2 separate regions of the Sus scrofa genome follow, and region 2 is linked to region 1. A link is a contact called in public HiChIP or PLAC-seq data. All regions are on one chromosome and are shown on one strand. The core of a region is the stretch at or near the end of the contact, and the rest is flanking DNA. Distances in the headings are between cores, read along the strand shown.

What was found. HiChIP or PLAC-seq counts read pairs in DNA pulled down with a chosen protein or histone mark.
Region 2: a contact with region 1 is called in an H3K27ac HiChIP or PLAC-seq map of alveolar macrophages. The contact joins the promoter of MRPS31 here to the promoter of COG6 in region 1. A contact is called at or near these places in 1 of 5 promoter capture datasets (liver) and 1 of 2 datasets of contacts at active chromatin or transcription factors (alveolar macrophages).

The regions. Positions count from the first base shown.
Region 1 is chr11:14,574,498-14,578,935 of Sscrofa11.1, forward strand. COG6 (conserved oligomeric Golgi complex subunit 6) reads left to right here and starts at 1,707. Exons shown (of 22, transcript XR_002336515.1): 1 at 1,707-1,957. LHFP (lipoma HMGIC fusion partner) reads right to left here and starts at 1,633. Exons shown (of 6, transcript XM_005668367.3): 1 at 1,302-1,633; 2 at 1,101-1,210.
Region 2 is chr11:15,470,067-15,474,330 of Sscrofa11.1, forward strand. MRPS31 (28S ribosomal protein S31, mitochondrial) reads right to left here and starts at 2,254. Exons shown (of 8, transcript XM_001926103.5): 1 at 2,034-2,254; 2 at 1-3. The coding sequence starts at 2,158.

The DNA.
Region 1 (4,438 bases), core at 457-2,956:
TCGTCAACCCACTGAGCAAGGCCAGGGACCGAACCCGAAACCTCATGGTTCCTGGTCGGATTCGTTAACCACTGCGCCACGACGGGAACTCCAAGGATGCATTTATCAGGCTGGGATGAAAATAAAGAGCACCTGAAAGCCAGAGACAGACCTGTGGATCTGATGCTCTATACTAGTTTGCTCCAAAGTGGGCCATAAATCTCAGGATGGATGTCAGAGAACGCAACCGGGTGGCACTTTCATTTGTAATGTGATGCATTATGGAAATGCACTCTACTGGTTGACTCTGGTTCTCTCACTATTCATATTTCTAGGTCACAGATCACACATACAGTATGGGTGGCATCCTGAGGGGGAGATTGGGTGTACCATGACGCTGGGATTGGGAGGGAGTCATCTTTTTTTGCTTGTTTTCAATGCTTGAGTTTGTACACCGGGGGGGGGGGGGGGGGGGGGGGGGGGAGGTAGGGAGGATTTATAGATTATGTCATCTAACTTTAAATAAACAGCCTCACAAAATGGCAAATGGCCTAAAAAGATTCCTTCAGAGAACCCACAAATTGAAGATAATACTAACAATATAGTCACAAATAAAGTAAAAGGGGCAGAGCTGACACTCCCCATCCTCTAAGGACAAGGTGTTCATAGCCTAAGTGTTTTAGTATATTAAGGAGCTCAACACACATAACTAGCATTCACATTTTCACTAAAAGAAAACCTTTATCTTCAATACGAATTGTTATATATAAATATTATATATATACACACCCATATAAAAATATACACATATTTAAAACTTAGGTCTCTGATGAGGCTTACCTGAATAATTATTTTTAACTGTTGGAAAATATTGATTTGAACTGTTGAAAATCCTGATTTTTACGGCTTTAACTTATAATTTATAGTTAGCATTATAAAATAAATTAACATTAAAAAACATAAAAATTGCTTTAAATATATTTAAATTTTACCATAATGTCCCTGTCTTCGCACTCCTACATATCATTCCAAGTTTCAGATTATTTTGTTTACAAATGCAAATTCAGAGAAGTGCAAATAAACACGGAAAGGTGGGGAATAATTTAAGGTTGCGGGCCTACCTTATTAACCTGTTCACATATTCAGCAACACACGAAGATTAGAAAATTTCAGGCCGCTTGGAAAGGTACCAAATGAAAAATGGAAACCTCCTTTCCACAGGAATGCCATCCTGGAAAAAAAAAAAAAAAAGCCTAAATTTACACATTTCTCTTTTTCACACAATCACACAAGTGTTTCACATTATATACACTATAACGCACCTTGCTTTTTTCACATACTAGATTTTGGAATTCTTTCCACAGCCTCATTTAAATCTCCTTCACAGCAGATAACAGTTGCATAGTATTCTAAAGTGATCTTAACTGGAAATAACTTTTACCGAACGTATTTGTGAGACACAGGGCTCCGTGTGTTTCACTTCTGCCTAGCACGAACTTTCAAAGATTCAGGATTCCACATGCCCTTTTAATCCCGTAAACTGGAATCTCCAAACTCTATAAATTTGCCCTGAAGTTTAATCTATTTTGCAAAGTCGCGCGTTAGTCTCGTCCCCTCTTGCTCCGAGAGTCCTGCCCCGCCCCTTCTCTTCCTTCCACCAATTTCTACCGCCCCCAGCAGCTCCGCTCAACAGGAGTGGTCAGGGCAGAACCTTCCCAGGGCGCATGCGCGGTAGGTAGGCGCATGCGCGATGCGCGGCTGCTGGCGCGTCGCGCACCGGGGCTGAGGTGGCCGGCGCCGAGGAGGGGGCGGGACGCGCGGCGCTATGGCTGAGGGTAGCGGGGAAGTAGTCGCAGTGCCCGTGACCGGGGCTGCCAACGGCTTCAGTAATGGGGCCAGTGGGACCTCGGCGCAGACCAACAACCCGCTGTCGCGGAAGCTGCGTAAGATCCTGGACACGCGGCTGGACAACGACAAGGTAACCGCAGCCGGCAGGGCCGAAGGTCCCGCGTCGTTCGCGGGTCGGAGGGACTGGGGGCGGCGTCTGTCCGACACCCTCTAGCTTGTCCCTTGTCCCCACCGCCGAGGGGACCCCAGGCCCTCGGGACCCGCTGTCGTGCCGGCATGGGGCGGGTAAGAAAGGGTAGGCCGAGGAGCCCCTGGAAAAGCGAAGAGGTTTTCTGGGTATTGCTCCCTATTTATTTAAAACGGTTCTTTCCTCGATGACTCTGGATCCGGAAGGTAAACGGTGGAGGCGCCCTGCTTCCGCAGGTGTTCGGGGGTTCTGAGCAGGGAGGGAGAGAGGAGACACCCCCCTGGGGGCGCAGAAGAAGAAACGGGCAAAAGAGGAAAATGCAAGATAAGGCAGGACGAAGGGGGGCCTTCGGAGGAACGAAGGCCAAGGCTAAGCATCACTGAGCTTTTCCATTGACAGGTGAAAACATCTAACAATTTACAGAGCGACAGGGCTACCACCTGCTTATGGTTCAAAGGAAACAATACTAGTTTTTGTTGTTGGCCAAGCACTAACAATTTACAGCGCGAAAGGGCTACCACCTGTTGATGGTTCAAAGGAAACAATACTAATTTTGTTGTTAGCCAAGCACTAACTGACGTGTGGGCTTGTGCTGTATTTCTTTACAAGATAAACCTCCCGCATCCTCTTCCAAGTACCTTCTGAAACTTAGAGCGGACTTCCCATCTCCACTAGTAGCTGCTTATCTCTTCTGTATCACTGAGTCCCTAGGTATATTGTCATGCCGTTGTGGTTAAAATAAAAATATATATGTAGAAGTGAGAGTTCTAAAGATGAATTTGTAGGTAACTGACAGTAACCTGTCAATAAGAATTTTTGTGTTAAAAAAATAACAATATAATGAGCTAAGAAAGGTAGGCTCTGGGGCCACGGATTATTGGCTCTAAACCACCAAATTGGTGCATTATGGTTTAAGCCCCTTCTCTAAGCTGATGTTAAAATTCTAAATTGGGAATACTGCTAATAACTTTCTCAGGGTTGTTGTGAGGGTTCAGGGAGAGACTGCTTAGCACAGGGCCCCAGCAGTTTTTCCTTATGAAATGTTAATTCTTATTAAATGCTAATATTATACAATTTCTTAAGGGTTTAAAGTATCTAATATTGACATGGACTATTTCATTTACTACATCTACTCTGATAAATTAATATTATCGCCTTTTTACCCAATGAGAAAAATAAGGTGTGGAGAGAATGTTACTAGCTTAAGTGACATACTGGGTAAGTGGTGAGCTGTAATTTGCCCCTAATCTTTGTGATTTTGTTCATTCAGCATTTACTGACTGACTACTCCTTTGGGCCAGGCCCTAGGACATTTCAAGCCTGTATTCAAAAGAAACAGCTTTGTTTTACAGTAAATATTGATAGTTAAGGATATTTTTACTCTCACATATTAAACTGAATTTAAATAGCTTTTTGTCAGTCCAGTATCCTAAAATATCATTATAACCAAAAAATGGAAAGGTCAGCCTCTTGGAACATACATGGTTCAGGTGTAGGAATTTCTGTCTGTAGGATTTAGGGTGCTATTAGATATCATGGGCTTGGAACTCTGCCTCCTCTCCTCTGTCCATATTCTCTCTGTAGAAGAACTCTTACTCTTTTTTTTTTTGGTCTTTTTAGGGCCATACCCACGGCATGTGGAGGTTCCCAGGCTAGGCGTTCAATCAGAGCTGTAGCCGCCGGCCTACACCAGAGCCACAACACCACGGGATCCAAGCCGCATCTGCAACCTACACCACAGCTCGCAGCAACACCGGACCCTTAACCCAGTGAGCGAGGCCAGGGATGGAACCTGCAACTTCATGGCTCCTAGTCGGGTTCGTTAACTGCTGAGCCACGAAGAGAACTCACTCTGTTTTTAAATAGTGAAAAGCATGATGCTTCTCTAATTTATGAACCTTGTTCTTGACATCTTTACTAAACTCTAGATTTGTACAATCATTTGTCTATTTGACACCTTTGTTTGGATACATGATCAACATCGTAATGATGTTTTAACATGGCTAGAATTCCTGATTTTTCTCCAAACTGGTTCTGCTCCCCGTTAGAAAGAACATCACAACTTACCCTTCAAGGAAGACGCATACAAGTAATTTTTTATTCCTGTCTTTTTTTTTTTTTTTCCCACATCCAGTCCATTAAAAAATCCTATAGGCGCTATCTCACAAAAAAACAAACAGTTTTTTGGAAATGTCCTCTTGTTTTTATATACAATGCTACCATCTTGTTCTTCGCCCCTGTCACATCTTGCTTGGATTATTTTAGTTTCTTCCTATCTGTTTCCTTCCTTGCCCTCCTCTAGCATCCATTCTCCTCCCAAGGTTGGAATAAACTTTTAAATGTATAAAGCATATTACGGTACTCCTTTGCTTGACAGCTCTCGTAGTTTACCATAGCTTTGGTCACACCAGCCTTCTTTGTGCT
Region 2 (4,264 bases), core at 1,004-3,503, 900 kb after region 1:
GTCCTGAAAAGATTAAAGAAAAAAAATGAAATACAGGGCAAAATCATAAAGTCAGGGCTCAAAATGCTGCTTCTATGTTTTTTAAATTTTTTCAATTCAAACCCTTTGCTTTTGCTTATTGTTGTTGTTCACAACCATAAGGACAGCAATTTAACATTTATTGAATGTATGCCATGTGCCTAGTGTTGAGCAACATTTTATGTACATTTTCTCATACCCATATCAACCCATACGGTAGATATTATCCCCATCTTACAAATAAGGAAACTGGAAACCAGAGAAGTAACTTACCCAAGGTCATGTAGCTGAGAGCTCACTAAAGCTGAAGGCACACTAGTGAGCCACAAATGAGTTACAGGCCTGCTGAGATACTGACCACCTGGTCCTCAGGGTGTCTGAGTGAGGCCCAGGCTGCTGGTGCTCCTGTCTGTTGCTTCCCTCCGTGTTCCCTCAGGTTTGGTACAAATCTCATTGTCTATGTGTTCCATGACATTAAAAAACCTTGCAAAACACTGATATAGTTAATACATTTCAATTTCTTATTCTCAAACCTCAAACTGACAAACCAGCAAGTCCTTACTCTTTTTTTTTTTTTTTTTTTTTTTTTTAAGGCTGCACTTGTGGCATATGGAAATTCCCAGGCTAGGGGTCGAATAGGAGCTGCAGCTGCAGGCCTATGCCACAGCCACAGCAACGCCAGGTCTGAGCCTTGTCTTCAACCTACTCCACAGCTCATGGCAACCCCGAATCCTTAACCCACTGAACAAGGCCAGGGATTGAACCGGCATCCGCATGGATACTAGTCAGGTTAGTAACCCACTGAGCCACAATGGAAACTCCCACATCCTTACTCTTAACACAATATAACAGCTCTATAAAAAGTCATAAAAAACAATATGACAATAAAGAAACTCCTATTTTTTTTAAAAAAAGGTTACTTTCTTTAAAAAAAATTCCTGGGTGTGATTCTAATTAATTTCCTCATTGAGCTACCTGCCATTTAACTAATCACCATTTGTAAGCTAAGCTAAAATGGAACAGAAAAGAATATTCAGGGGCCTCTTGCCATAAGCAGGTATTTCTGTATTCTAAAAATTGACATATTTTAAAAGCTTTCTTTTGTTAACATTAATGGCACCCTAATCCTCTAAGGCAGCCAGCTGAAATCTTTGCTGTCTCTCCTACCCTTATGTCATCATGTGATATCCTAGCAGTTTCACTTGTGCAATTCTTCTCCTCCATCCAGTTACTTCTTCCCATCCCCACTGCTCCTAACCTGCTTCAGGGCTGTACTTAGCCAAACTGGCCCCCAATCTTTCTATATGGAATATATATGCAGTAGAATTGTTTTCACAAACGTGAGTGTTCTCAGAGAATACGTACCAACATCAAGTATGCTGCAAATCTTTTTGTTGCCTGGCTAACTCCAACCCTTGGTCCTCCTTCAGATTTTATCATATTTCTTCTCTAGAAATTATACTCTGAACCTCTCCTACGATGATGAGGCGTCTTTATTTGCTCATCCAGCAATTACTTGTTCAATTAATTCTGTGCCACCTCCACTATCTCAGCCAGCACTCCACTATACTTGAACTGCCTACTTTGTGGAACTATACGCTCTGTGATGGCAGGACTGTGTTACCGGGGGGTAAGCGCTTTCAAAAATCAAGGTAACATCATCACAGTCTTGGGAGACTAAATAAATAACAACAACAAAAAAAAACCCTTTCGCTTTCTGGAACCTGGATAAAATGGGAAGTGGGAAGAGGGATGAGGCGCGGTATGTAGTAGAAGGAGCACAGGGCAGAGGACCAGGCCTAGCCACAGGAGCTGTTTCCTACGCACGCTATGACCTTGGGCAAGTCGTTTTATCTTTCTGGGATTTCCCTTTTCTCAGATATAAAGCAAAGGCTTCTAAGATCCTAAGGGTCAGAACATGGGCCCCAGGAAGCCTGAGAAAAGTAACAATGTACAGGAGCGGGGACAGGGGTTGCTTGAAGACCTGCGGGGCCAACAGCGCTGAAATGCGATACCTGACCGTTCCACGCAGAGAATCGAGCAGCAGGATGGCAGCCGCCGATGCCTCTGGGCCTCCGGAGCACAGAGGGAGGCGGGAAAGGGGGCGAAGAGGGATGACAGCAGAGACCCTCGGAAGCATCGCAGAGAAACCATTAAAACCGGGAACGCTGCAGCGAAGGTGCGTCCCCCGCCAAACACGCCCTCCACTCCTACTTCCGCTTCCCAGTCTGACGCGCTCCTTCCCCTAGTGTTCCGGAGGCAACAGGGGCCGGTAACTGTGTTCCGGGCTCGCCCGCGGCCGCGCTGAGCCCGCAGCCTGCAAGCGACTGCACCCTCGGCGATTCTAGTCCCGGAGGTGGAGTCAAATGAGGTCAGCCTGGGTGCGGTGCTGCAGGCGGGACCCTGACCCGAGAGCTGAGCGCTTGGAGGGAGCCATCAACTCTGCGAATACTGCTTTTCGGGCGGGAAAGATGAGGCGCAGAGCTGACCCTGTGGTGCGGCGTTTAGGGGAGAGGATCACAGCATTCATCGTATTGTAAAAATCATCGATTGCCACCGCGGAGACTTAAAGGGTTACCATGGGCCATGCTGTCGGATAAATTAGTATTTCCTTTCAGTCTCTGTTCTGGGCATAGAGTCAAAACATGAGATGCGTATGTTTCAAAAAAGGCTTTGGAAATAAAAAGATGCGGCTTTTTCCTGCCTCTTATGAAGGGATTGAACGGTGGTCCAGAAAGGATGTGAGGAATTCTCAGATCTGGAAGGGTGTGAGCATAAACGCGGTGAAAAATGCTGTCTAGTAAGTCACAAGGCAACCTAACCTGTAGCTTAGAATTCCATACTGTAGGTTGAATATTGACATCAGCATTTTGCCTAATGTCAAAAAAAAAAAAAAAATTCAAGATCAGTGGGGAATTTTTTGTGATGCTGAAAACACAGCTTACGTTGAGCAGATCTTGCTAAGATCCACTAGCCCTGAAAAACCTTTGTGACAATGCTAAGGACGTTACACTTAGGGATGCTTTTCCTTTTTTTTTTTTCCCTGCCTATAAGAAATGCGATCTTGGGGGGGGGGAGGTTCTTCCAGTTTCATTGAGATATAATTGAAGTCCAGCACCGTATAAGTTTAAGGTGTGCATCATGATTTGACATATACACCATGAAATGATTACCACATTAAAGATAATTAATAGAGTAGTTCTAATTGGCCACAAATTTTTAAAAAATGGAATGTCAGTACACTCCAAGAAAAAATAGATCTATCCTTTGAAAAACCATAACTTGTGCAATTGCGCAGAGTAATCATTTATGAAAGCAACAAAAACGTAGCCTAAAAGAAAATGATTTTCCTCCTCCTTCTATTCTGGCATTGATTCATTAGTCATTTTCTTCCCCAAGAAATGCACTTTCTAGAACAAAGTGCCTTTAGCAAGAGGCACCAAATCAACTTAAATAGGTCCCTATACGCATCAGTGACTTGGTGCTAAATGTCTCATGAAATTCTATGCTAATTAACTGGGCAAGCCTTCCATGAAAATGGAAAAAACAAAAACATTCTATATTCCATTTATCAACTGCTCTGTAACAGATCACCCCAATGACTTAAAACAATTTATTATTTGTCATAGTTCTATGGTTGAGGGAACTCAGTTTTGAGGTTCCTGTTTAAGGTCTCTTGTGTGGTTGCAGTCAGGTAGCAATTAGTCTGGAGTAGATTCCAAGATGGGTTTTTTATTCCCATATCTGATGGTTTGGCTGGAATGGCTGGAATAAATGGGCTGCCTGCACAATCTCCTCTTCCTCTCCCCTCCCCACCCCACTCTCCCTCTCCACATGGCCTCTGAAAGGTAGCAGCTTATGCCAGCCCAAAATATGCCCCTTTGGTTTAAGAATTATTTTGAGCAAACATAAAAAAAAGCTCTCTGCTTCCCCCTATTTGCCCAAAAGCAGGACATAAATTTGTGAAGCCATCGCCTCCCTCCTCTACTAAGAAAAACAAAAATCAATCAACAAAGACCATTCTAGACTCTTCTCAGCTCAGAGAGGGCACTAAAGGAATCCATGTAGCCAACCTTACTCACTAGCCTCTATTTTCTATTAGTTCCCCCATATTTTTGCTACCATAGAAACTCAAAATCCTTTGCTTTGGTTTTGTCCCTTTTTTCTTTTTTTTTTTTTTTTTTTTTTTTGTATTTTCTAGGGCCGCACCCGTGGCATATGGAGGTTCCCAGTCTAGGGGTCAAAT